Linked DNA regions of Sus scrofa: region 1 is linked to region 2. The links are chromatin contacts, called in public HiChIP or PLAC-seq maps. All regions are on one chromosome and are shown on one strand. The core of a region is the stretch at or near the end of the contact, and the rest is flanking DNA. Distances in the headings are between cores, read along the strand shown.

What was found. HiChIP or PLAC-seq counts read pairs in DNA pulled down with a chosen protein or histone mark.
Region 1: an H3K27ac HiChIP or PLAC-seq map of alveolar macrophages shows a contact between it and region 2. The contact joins two enhancer-like sites.

The regions. Positions count from the first base shown.
Region 1 is chr9:33,262,164-33,267,766 of Sscrofa11.1, forward strand. It overlaps MMP20 (matrix metallopeptidase 20), which reads right to left. Exons shown (of 10, transcript NM_213905.1): 9 at 2,188-2,291; 10 at 1-1,312. The coding sequence ends at 1,212. Among named protein-coding and RNA genes, the nearest start is that of MMP7, 40 kb to the left of the region's middle. Within about 2 kb of position 1,753, at least 4 of the 83 cell types and tissues checked have an H3K27ac peak or open chromatin away from gene starts, as enhancers often do. A contact at or near this core is called in alveolar macrophages, where this site is marked.
Region 2 is chr9:33,127,766-33,133,909 of Sscrofa11.1, forward strand. All of the region lies in intron 2 of TMEM123 (porimin), which reads right to left. Among named protein-coding and RNA genes, the nearest start is that of TMEM123, 30 kb to the right of the region's middle. Within about 2 kb of position 2,321, at least 3 of the 83 cell types and tissues checked have an H3K27ac peak or open chromatin away from gene starts, as enhancers often do. A contact at or near this core is called in alveolar macrophages, where this site is marked.

The DNA.
Region 1 (5,603 bases), core at 503-3,002, 130 kb after region 2:
AGAGTAACCTGGAGTAACTGATCCAGCCCTTCTTAATACTAAGTCTTTTTAGTGAATGCATGAAATAATTTAGTAAATGATGGCAATAATTATAGCTAATATCTGTTGGACATTATAGATGTTCCAGGTAGTCTCTGAAGTATGTTAAATGTATTTAGTCATCTAATTTTAGAACTACTAAAATGTTCTATAATCCTTACATTCTAGAGGGTAAGATTAAAAAAAAAAGAATTACAGACAACTGTACTTCATCTGTACTAATGGCTCGGTAGAAAGAAAGGGTTTAGCTTGAAGAAAGAAAAACTGAAACAAAAGACAAACTGAATGGAAAGCTATTCAGAAGAGATGCACTTAGATGGGTTAAATAGAGTCATGTGGCAGGTATTTCAGTTTCAGGAAGCAGGAAATAGAGCAAATTACTATGATCTCTTCTGGGTCTGCATATTTACGATACTATCTCAATATTTAAGTTTTCTATAGGTACACAAAATTTGTTGCCAAAGTGTGATAGAAGCTACTAACTAAAGAGAAATGAGGAACTGTTCTTATACAACATTTTGATTGGCGCTTGTTAAAAGCTGTCCTGTTGTAAAGTGCCCTTCTCTTACCTAGTATGAAAACCCATTTGAGTAGATTTGCCCACTATAACCTACTTCAAAGACCAGTGTGAACACATAGAGTCAGAAAAACAAACAAACAATGAGAAACAAAACATACAGTATGTTGTTTGTGATATGTTTAAAGAGGGGTACATGTATATTTATCATAACAAATGTTAAGCTGAAAAAGCTAATACAAATAACAAATAATTATAATTTGTATACTAATGCCATTTCCTATTAAAAAATTTATAATACATGTCAGGGAATCCACAAGTGGGTTTCTTCCTGGAAATAAAAACCAAACTTATCAATTTGCCTCAGTATATTAGGTAAGAAAAAAAAATGGTTGTCTAACTGAAGATTGCATTGTGCTAATTCTGATGTTGTGTACAGTTGACCATACAGGAATTTTACATTTGGATTAAAGTTCTGAATCCACAAGTATGAAATAGTTTAGAAGCATAATTATTTTCCTCGAATTCTAAATTACCCTTAGAATTGAAGGTCAGGGGAAGAATCCCTAACCTGCGTTCTGCTTTAGTCCTTAAGATCCCATTACCAGCTGTTTGCAGTCATCTTCATTTCTCTGGAAAGACTAGACTTTTCTATTTAGCAACCAATCCAGGAATTAGATTTCAACACACTAACCACATCTTCCTTTTCTGTGTCATACTTGTATGCTTTGGGTCCTGAAAAGAAGTAAATGTAGCCTAAAAGAGACAAAGTCGAAGTTGTGGTTACTGACAATGACTTCAGAGGGGAATTGGGAATGAGTCAGGTGACAGTTAGCTAACCCTCTGCATATCTCTCTCTGAGCCCTGGAACCTGACACCCCTCACATGTCAATCATTTCTCATCTTTCTCACTGCCCCTGCTGGGGATGCTTGGTCCTTCTGCTCAGGGTGTTTCCCTCCAGGAAATCCTTTCCCTTTTCCTAGTCAACCTCTAGCCATTTTTAAAATACCATCTGAGGTTCCACGGTGAAATCTGCATCAACTGATGCCTGTTTTGATCTTTTCTTTTTCTTGGAATTATTGTCAAGACTATCACACAATTCAATACTAAGTTATATAGACTGTCATGTTTCCCAGTAATTTCATATGTGTTGGATGGAGAGGCATTTCCCGAAGATGGTAACCATTTCACAAGAGCAGAGACCATATCCGGAACAGTCTTTGCATTGCCGAACAGTGGCCAGTTCTGTGCCACATACTCAAGAAGAATATGCTGACTGACTGATTCAAAAGATTCAGTTAAATTTACTTAACCCAGTTCAATTCAATTTAACTTTCCCAGCTATGTGTTAAATTTCAGAAGTTGGGTGATGGAGTGGGAAAAGGTACCTAGAAGGTACTAATAGACTGGAAAGAGAGAACCATAATGATACCCTTTATACTCTTTCTGGTGGTTAATCTGGCTAGCTAAATTTAGAAGGGACTCAGAGCCAAAAACCAAACCAAATCAAAACAACAACAACAAAAATCCAAGGATTCCTGTTTGGGAACCTGTTTTCTGTGATGTTAAAGCAGACCCCAGATTTCTTGTTACAATTTCAACAAAGAAACTTTTCAGTAGAAACACTCACCGTTTAATTCCACGGCAGCATCTATTTGGCCATTAACTCCTGAAAATTCTTCTTCAGTATTCTTTGGATAGTCTTTATCCATTTTCCTTTTTCGTTCATCATAGCTGGAAGAAGTATTATTTCAAATAATATTAATAAGAGATTTTTATTGCTTGTAGAGGACAATGTGCTATTCAGGTATATTTAGCCAGGGCTGACTTTTGATTTACTCTATTTTTAAATTTTTTTTCTTTTTACATCCACACCTGCAGCATATGGAAATTCCTGGGCTAAGGGTTGAATTGGACCTGCAGCTGCTGGCCTACACCACAGCCACAGCAACAGCAATACCGGATCTGAGTTGTATCTGTGACCTATGCCATAGCTTGTGGCAACACTGGATCCTTAACCCATTGAGCGAGGCGGGGATCCAACCCTCATCCTCATGGACACCGTGTTAGGTTCTTACCCTACTGAGCCACAGTGGGAGCTCCTGATTTATTTTGATTTATTTTAAATCTGTTTTCCTGTCTATCTTTGTCTCTCTCTCACACACAAACACACACATATTCTGACATAACTCTCCCAGGTTCCAGAGGTTCTGGGACTGCTAGGTTGGGAGTCATTGCTCTAAATATTCTCTTAAAAAACCACCAGGTACATTGTTTAGAATGAGTTAAATATTATAGGGTCATATTTCTGTAATTAAAAATTATATTACCTATATTTTAAATTACCTATATTTTAATTACATATAGGTAATTAAATTACCTATATTTTTAATGATTTATTTACTGTTTTAATTTCTCTCTCCATGTATGATTTTCTCGGCTCACCAAACAGTTGAAAGCCCTTTATAGAGGCTTTTATTAATGAGCTTCCTGCTATGTACCTTCAGAGGAGGGATTGAACAAACAATGCAAATGTGTGAATAGTCAGTAGATTAAAAACAAGAAGCAAGAAAATCTAGAATAACTGAAACTCTGCCTTTTAAATCTTTTTAATTAAATTAAATTGCTTTTGTTTCCTAGAAAGATTATACGACTAACTGAAAAGTAGATTAGATTTCTTTTTCTGAATCCACAAATATCATACAGTGATAACTCTAAGGATTGGTTAAGACATCTCTTTGTGATCTAAGTTACCCTTTGTGAAAAAGACTGTGACTTGTATGAATCAGCATGACTTGTGTGAGTTCAGCATGTAGGCAGAGCAGACTCACTCCTTCAAGAAGCTTTCATTTAAAGTGTGAGAAAGTCCCTTTATCATCAGCACAGAGCTCCCAATGGGGGCATTCCCAAGGTGCTCACCCCACTCCTTTCCCACCAAAAGGTCAGACTATTTCTTCTGGTTCCTGGGCTACTGGGAGTTTCCTGTGGTATCAGATCACACCCACCTTCTTCTGAAATGTGCCTCTCATGTGGCTATGACTACACAGACCGGGGGACAGATCTCTCACGATATTAAGCAGGATCGAACATGGGGAAAGAAGTATTCAGGCTGAAACTGACTAGTGGGTTGAGCTGCTTTATGGGGTGTTGAGGGTAGGAAACCAGTTCCTGGAAGTCCGAATTCCCTTTCCAGGGGAACCATTAGAGCCTTCCAATAGCCCAGGGGGAAAAAACCAAGCTATATAAGTTATATTAAGTACAAATAAAAATGGAAGCCATGTACTGTGTTTTGTCAACATCAGAAGTGCCCTTACAGGAGTTTCCTGGTGGCTCAGTGGATTAAGGGTCCAGGGTTGTTGTTGCTATGTTGCAGTTCAGTCCCTGGCCTGAGAACCTCTATATGCTGCTAGCATGGCCAAATAATAATACTAATAATTTGGAGTTCTCTTGTGGTGCATCAGGTTAAGGATCCAGTGTTGTCACTGAAGCAGATTGGGTCACTGCTGTGGCATGGTTTGATCCTTGGCCCAGGAGCTTCCGCATGCTGTGGGTGTGTCCAAAAAAAGAAAAAACATAGGCTAACACTGAGTGTGGAGACAGGGCACCTATACACTATTAGGAAGAGTGGCTGCCCAGTGGCAGGACTGGATTTAGGGAAAGACTGGAGAAAAAGAACAGCCATACATATTCCCTCTCCTATGGCTTGGATTTCTTCTGTTTATTTTGTTCTAATGTCTGAAATCTAGTGTCCTTTGTTAAAAATGGGAAGTGGGAGTTCCTGCCATAGCACAGTGGAAATGCATCCAGACTAGGAATGATGAGGTTGTGGGTTTGATCCCTGGCCTCGCTCAGTGGGTGAAGGATGCGGCCTTGCCATGAGCAGTGGTGTAGGTTGCAGATGTGGCTTGGATCTGGCGTGGTTGTGGCTATGGCTGTGGTGTAGGCCGGCGGCTACAGCTCTGATTCGACCCCTAGCCTGGGAACCTCCATATGCCGCGGGTGCGGCCCTAAAAAGACGACCAAAAAAAAAAAAAATGGGAAGTGAAGTACAGATTGTTCACATATTTATCTTTGTGTGTTAGGTTTTCTTCTCTCACTTCCCTGTGATAGTTGTATTGAGGAAATGATGCTTTGACTGGAGGGAGTGAGGAAGATAATTCTAAACTTGAAATATTTGGGGGGTAGGATGCAAAAGGAAGAACAGAGTGACCAAGAAGCATTTGGCATATCTGTAGATATAGAGGGAAATGTGGTGGCGATGGGAGATGCCCAAGAACATTACTTATTTTCGAATTATTTGCTTAATGTTGACCCCTATACTCAGGGAAAGTGGTGAAATGACTTTCATGTCTTTATTCTTTCTGTCTGCTCGGAATAGAGGATTCAAAACTGAGCTATTATAGTTAGAGCCATGCCTTCCCTTTGCGTGTCTTAAATAGGCATTTATGAGTGATTTTTTAGTACTTGATCACATTTATATTATTTTATGGCAAAATGTGTTCTTAGTTCCAAACAAGTCGACTGACAAAGAATAGCTGTGTTACAAGTTGGGACCTGCTTGTATTATTCTTAAACTGGATGGAGAAATCTGGAAAGTATGAAAGGAGAAAGTAAAGTTTTTTTTTTTTTTTTTTTTTTTTTTGAGAATAGAAAAACCATTTAAATAATACAGGAATAGGAATAAGTTTTAAAGAGAAAATGATGATTATTAATCCAATAAAAAGATCTGAAAAAGAGATCTTTCTCTTTTCATCTGACTGCTTAGTTTGCTAAAGTGGGTCGTGGTGACATCTAAAATCTTATATATCTGTTCAGAGGTAATGGAGGTAATAATATTATATGTAATAAAATTTCAGAAGAAATTTTAGAGAAGGAATGTCCAGCTAAGAATTTTAATTTTCAAGCACGTTATTAAAAACCTAGGCAAAAATTTTGGCAAAACTGTGAAATCATTGTTTTTTTCCATCCCTTCTCCCATTTATATATTTAGTGATTATTCTCCCTTTCTGCTAGCCCCCTCTCTGCTCTCTCACATTTTGCTCTATA
Region 2 (6,144 bases), core at 1,071-3,570:
AACAATATGACAATTAAACCTGCAGTGATGCCTACTTTCTTCTTCCTCTTCTTCATAAACAAGTATATGGTCCTCTTCAGTTTTTTTTCCCCCTTTCCAACAGAAGGTACTTTTCAATTTGTGCCAAGAGGAAGATTACACAAAGCTATTTGCTAAAAGGCAAGTTCTGGTGTGTAAATTGGAAGCTTCTAAAATTAAGATTTTTCCCTTTGAAACAGTCTTTGACACTCCTCTATGAACCTTTGACTATTTCTTTGAGAAAACATTTTCTAAAACTAAGACATGAATACATGAATGCCTGTATCTGTATGCTGCAATGTCACTATACTTACAAGCCCACTCGACTGTTAAGTTTTGATTCTAAAGTAAACTGTTACAATCATAGCATTCTACCAAGCAGAAGCTTTACATCTTATACATAGCAGCTTTCGCTGGTAAACCAGTATGGATTTCAGACGCAGCTAGACGAACTGACTTTATAGGGACTTAGCATCATCTAAAGCACTCAGTCTAAAAAGTTTTTTCTGGGTCTGCGTAATCAAGAGCGTAGTTATAAAAAGAATTATTCTCAGTCCAACCTACCAAAAAGAGATTAACTTCTCTGCCGAGACTGCAACATATAAGTTGTAGATATGGTGTCAAGTCTCGTCAATAAAATTATGCCATAGTAAGCATGTATTTTCCTTGGTGTGTCAGAGTCACTATAGATTGCTGAATCTCAAAGCTACTTTGTGGGAATTCCCATTGTGGCAGAGCAGAAAAGGATCTGAATAGAATCCACAAGGATGCAGGTTCAATTCCTGGCCTCGCTCAGTGGGTCGGGGATCTGGTGTTGCCACGAGCTGTGGTGTAGGTCACAGACACAGCTTGGATACTGCGTGGCTGTGGTATAGGCCGGCAGTTACAACTCCAATTTAAGGCCTGGCCTGGGAACTTCCATATGCCACAGGTGTGGCCCTAAAAGGCAAAAACAAAACAAAACAAAAAACAAACCAACAACAAAGAAAAAGAAAAAAAAAAGGAAAAAAAAAAGCGCTACTGTGAAACAGAAGCTCTCTGAATAAAAATAATACAATCATGGGAAAATTGAATTACAACGAACTCTTGTAAGAAAATTTAGTGACTAGAACTAAATATACGCAATTGAAAAAAAAAATAAACTGAACACTTTCTCTTCTCTAGTAAGTAAGAAGAACGCCTCAGTGGGCATTCACTGAGGAATTGTATAGTATTTCTTAGTTTATAATTTTCACATATAATTAAGCATTATCATTAATTCCCAGCACAAATACATTAAATAAGAAAAAAATCGGAGTTCCCGTCATGGTGCAGTGGTTAGCTAATCCAACTGGGAACCACGAGGTTGCGGGTTCAATACCTGGCCTTGCTCAGTGGGTTAAGGATCTGGCGTTGCCATGAGCTGTGGTGTAGGTTGCAGACACGGCTCGGATCCCGCATTGCTGTGGCTCTGGTATAGGCCGGTGGCTACAGCTCCGATTCGACCCCTAGCCTGGGAACCTCCACATGCCACAGGAAGTGGCCCTAGAAAAGGCAAAAAGACAAAAAAAGGGGGAAAAAAATCATACAACTAAGGGAAAGACAAATGAACTTCCCTGCTGACATCTTTTTCTAAATCCTGTGGTCTCTCCATAATAAATCCCAGAAGTCCCTTGGATTCACCTTTATGACCTTGGGTGGACTCAGGACCTAGACTAAGTTTACACAATCTATTTAGATAGCAGGGGATGGGTAATTGTGCTTTTGCTTTGGGAGGAGATTCCATAGGGATCTTTATTTTTTTTAACCTCTGCCCTCAGAGCTTCTGTTGCCTTGATTTAGAATGTTCTGTTCTGGCAAACTCCTATGCCTCTGGCAGAGCTGGTGACTTGTTCTTGTTTTCTCACTCGGTCTTGAGAATACCCATCACATGGTACTGGCCAACTCTTGTTCATGTGTTTCTCATGACCTTGAAAAGGGCAAGGATTCTCTTGTTTCACTGCTGTATCCCAAGTCTAGCAGTGTTCCTGGGACTTGGGAACCATACATTAATCATTTACTAATAAAAAGACAGCTTCTCATCTACAAAAAGATGAGAATCAATTAAATTCACCCCTCCCTTTACTTAAAAGTATTTGTATTCTTCCTTTTCCTAAAATTTCTTAAGTAGTACATGTTGAAAAACAATTCAAATAAGCACTGACTCCATATTTGCATATACCAAGAAGCTACTGAGAGTGACATCACCTAGACGGGCAACACAGAATGTTCCCGACTTTGCTTTCCTCTTGAGAAGAACTAATGATGACTACTCACTGACTCACTGACAAGACACCACTAAGAATCCCAGATGAGGGTGAGGCTGAAGTACCTCCCCTCCACCGCAGAGACCAAGACCAACCACATTGGAAGGGTACCTCCCTCTCCCTTGGCTGGCACAGCACCACGCCTGGAGGTTCCCCTGTGCCTAGGTTTCTTCAGGGGTAAGAAAGCCCAGAGTAGACATCACATTTTATCGGTGGTTTCAGTCTCGTCACCTGGGACTGCAGCACAATCTGTGGGGACCAACCACTAGGCATCTGAGTGATGAAAAAGGGGGAAGGGGCTCGCAAAAAGTAGCAGTAGGATCTCGGGAGACCAACTCCCTGCGGGAGTACCCAAGTGGTAATCCCATTACCAAGTGGTAATATTCATCTGCAGAACCAACTCAGTGCCGCCTCACTAGGGAACTCTGTGGAGTGCAGGTCTGCTTGCCTCAAGTGAAGAGATTTGCCAGGCCTGGAGCCTAGTCTGTCTGCTCCCAGGCAGGGATGCTGAATCCCACCCCAGTTCACAGTTGAGTGTACCTCCTGGCCCCTCCTGACCAGAAAGCCTGATAGGAAAAATCTGCAGGTGCTTGGAACTGGCTGGCCCTCCCATCCTGATCAGGCAAGGGAGCTGAGTCATAGTCCCACCTGCTGAGGACTGACGTTCCCACCGTACCCAGGAGCTTCTGGCAAGAACACCTGGAAACTGCATAGCACAGCAATACTGGAGCAGAGAGCCCAGGAGGCAGAGTTGGTCGTCTGCAGAGCAAAGCTACAAAGAATCTTACCAGCCTGGGACCTGGTCCTCCCACTATGCCTGAGCAGGAAAACTAATTTGTAGCCCTGCCTACTGCTGAATACAGCCTTCAGCTCATCCTAGCAAACACCTAATCAGAGCATATGAGAAGCTGCATGGCCCATCCAACAGCCTTGCTTACACTGATACCTGAATAAAGAGCACAGCCAGCGGCCATATCTGGCCAAAGAATTCAGTTTCAAGTCTTGCAAATTAAGGTTTCCCCCCAAAAAGCTGTGCAGGCTCTGATGCCCACTTTGCTACCACACCAAGGGAGAGAAGCTAATTCATAGCCCCATCTACCACTGAGTGGAGTACCCAGTCTTGACTGTCTACTCAGCCTGATCAGAGAATCCAAGCAACTGTAGAGCAGTGAACAGAATCAGCATCCTTATCGACCTGCTCTCACTCAATGGTACTGCCCTCAACTCTCAGCTGCAAAGTTTGGGCAGTGGTCTCACCCAAAAGAGACCCTGACAGCGAGGCCCACCTGCCCAAGGATGTTATCAGTAGACAGGGGCATAAACCCAAACCAAGGCGACTGGTTAAGAACTGTCTCTGCCAAAGTATACCTATAAAGAACAGAAGAGGAGACCACTACTCAAATGTGCAGATACCAACATGAGGAATGAAGGATCACAAAAAATTTGTTGAATATGACACAACCAAGGGAAACCAATAAAGCTCCAACAACTGAACTTAAAGGAAGGAGATCTATGAATTGTTAAAGAATTCAGAATAATCTTCTTGAAGTTCAGTGAACTACAGAAACATACAGACCACTAAATGAAATTAGGAAAACAATGTATGAACAAAGTAAGTTCAATAAAGAAGTAGGGACCATTAAAAAAATTCCACAAATTCCAGAGCAGAAAAATACAATGACTACACTGAAGAATTCAAAAGATAATTTCAAAAGCAGACTTAACCACGTAGAAGAATCAGTGACCTAGAAGACAGAATATATGAAATTATTCAGTCAGAGGACAGCAAACAGAAAAAAGAATGAAAAAGAGTGAAGAAACACTAGAGACCTTATGGGAAATAGTCAAAACAAATAATATCTGGATTATGGGAATTCCAGAAGATGAGAATGGGACAGAAAGTATATTTAAAGCAATAATGGCTGAAAACATCCCAAACTAGGGGAGAGAAATGGACACCCAGATCCATAAGGACCAAGGAGCCCAAATAGTTGAACCCAAATAGGGCTACATTGAGACACACTACAACTAAACTATGTCAAAAGTCAAAGATAGAAGTTCTCGTCATGGCACAGCAGAAACGAATCCAGCTAGGAACCAAGAGGTTGTGAGTTCAATCCCTGGCCTCACTCAGTGGATTAAGGATCTGGCATTGCCATGAACTGTGGTGTAGGTAGCAAACTCGGCTCAGATGTTGCCACAGCTGCAGCGCAGCTCACAGCTGCAGCTCGGATTCAGTCCCTGGCCTGAGAACTTCCATATGCCACCAGTGTGGCCATTAAAAAAAAAAAAGGGCAAAAGTTAAATCCTTACCCATAAATAATTACTGCAAACATAAATATATTAAATTCTTCATTCAAAAGACACAGACTAGCTGAATGAATTTTTTAAAAAAAGATCCACAGAGTTCCTGCTGTGGCACAGCAGGTTAAAAATCTGACTCCAGTGGCTAGGGTTGCTGCTGCGGTGCAGGTCTGATCCCTGGCCTGGCATAGTGGGTTAAAGGATATGGCATTGCCGCAGCTTTAATGTAGGTTGCAGCTGTGGCTCGGATTCAATCCCTGGCCTGGGAACTTCCGTATGTTGCAGGTGTGCCTACTTAAAAAATTAAAAAATAAAATTAAAAAAAGCAAGGTCCATGATATGCTGCCTAAGAAAGACTCATTTCAATCTTAAAAACAGACATAGATTGAGAGTGAAAGGAAAGGAAAAATTTTAAGCAAATAATATACCAAAGAAAGAAGGGATAGATACTTCAAACAAAAGACTTTAAAATTAAAAATGGTAAAAAGTTTATTAATGATAAAAAGATAAATCCAGCAAGATGATGTAACATTGTATATATTTACACACCAAATATCACAGCACTCAAATATAGCAGCAAAAACTACAGAGCCAAAATAAGAAATACACAATAACATAATTGCAGTTGGGACTTTAATACCTCTCTCAAATACTGGATACTTCATCTAGACAGAATCAACAAGGAAACAACATGTTTGAATAGTACTATATACCAATGGACCTAAGAGAATGTACAAAATATTCAATCCAACAATGGCAGAAAGCAAATTCTCTAACACATATGGAACATTTTCTAAGACAGACCATATGTTAGGCCACAAAACAAGTCTTAGCAAATTCAAGAAGACTGAAATTATACCAACTATCTTCTCTGACTACAATGCCATGAAACTAGAAATCAGTAACAGGAGTAAAACTGGAAAATTCACCCAATACATGGAAATTAAACTATACTCTCCTGGACAGCCAATGGATGAAAGAGAAGTTAAAGGGGAAATGAAAAATATTTTGAGACAATGAAAATGGAAAACAATATTCCAAAACTTATGAGATAAAACAAAAACGAGCAGCAAATGCCTACATTAAGAAACAAGAACTCCTGTACAGAAGAAAGTAGCACAACATTGAATGAACTCAAATGAGCAATGTAACACTACACCTTAAGGAATTAGTAAAAGAAGAATAAACCAAACCCAAAGCTAGCAAAAGGAAGGAAATAATAAATATTAGAGTATAAACAAATAGAGAAACAACAGAAACAATAGGAAAACAATAGAAAAAATTTTAAAACCCAAAAGTTGGTTCTTTCAAAAGACAAACAAATTTGACAAAACTTTAGCTAGACTAACGAAGGGAAAAAGAAAACCCAAACCAACAATAGTATACATGAAAAAAGGAGATATTACAACTTATACAGAAATACAAATAATCATATCAGGTTGCTATGAACAATTATATACCAAAAAATTGAACAAACTACAAGAAAAAGAAAAATTCTTAAAAACATACAGCCTTTCAAGACCAAATCCAAAAGAAA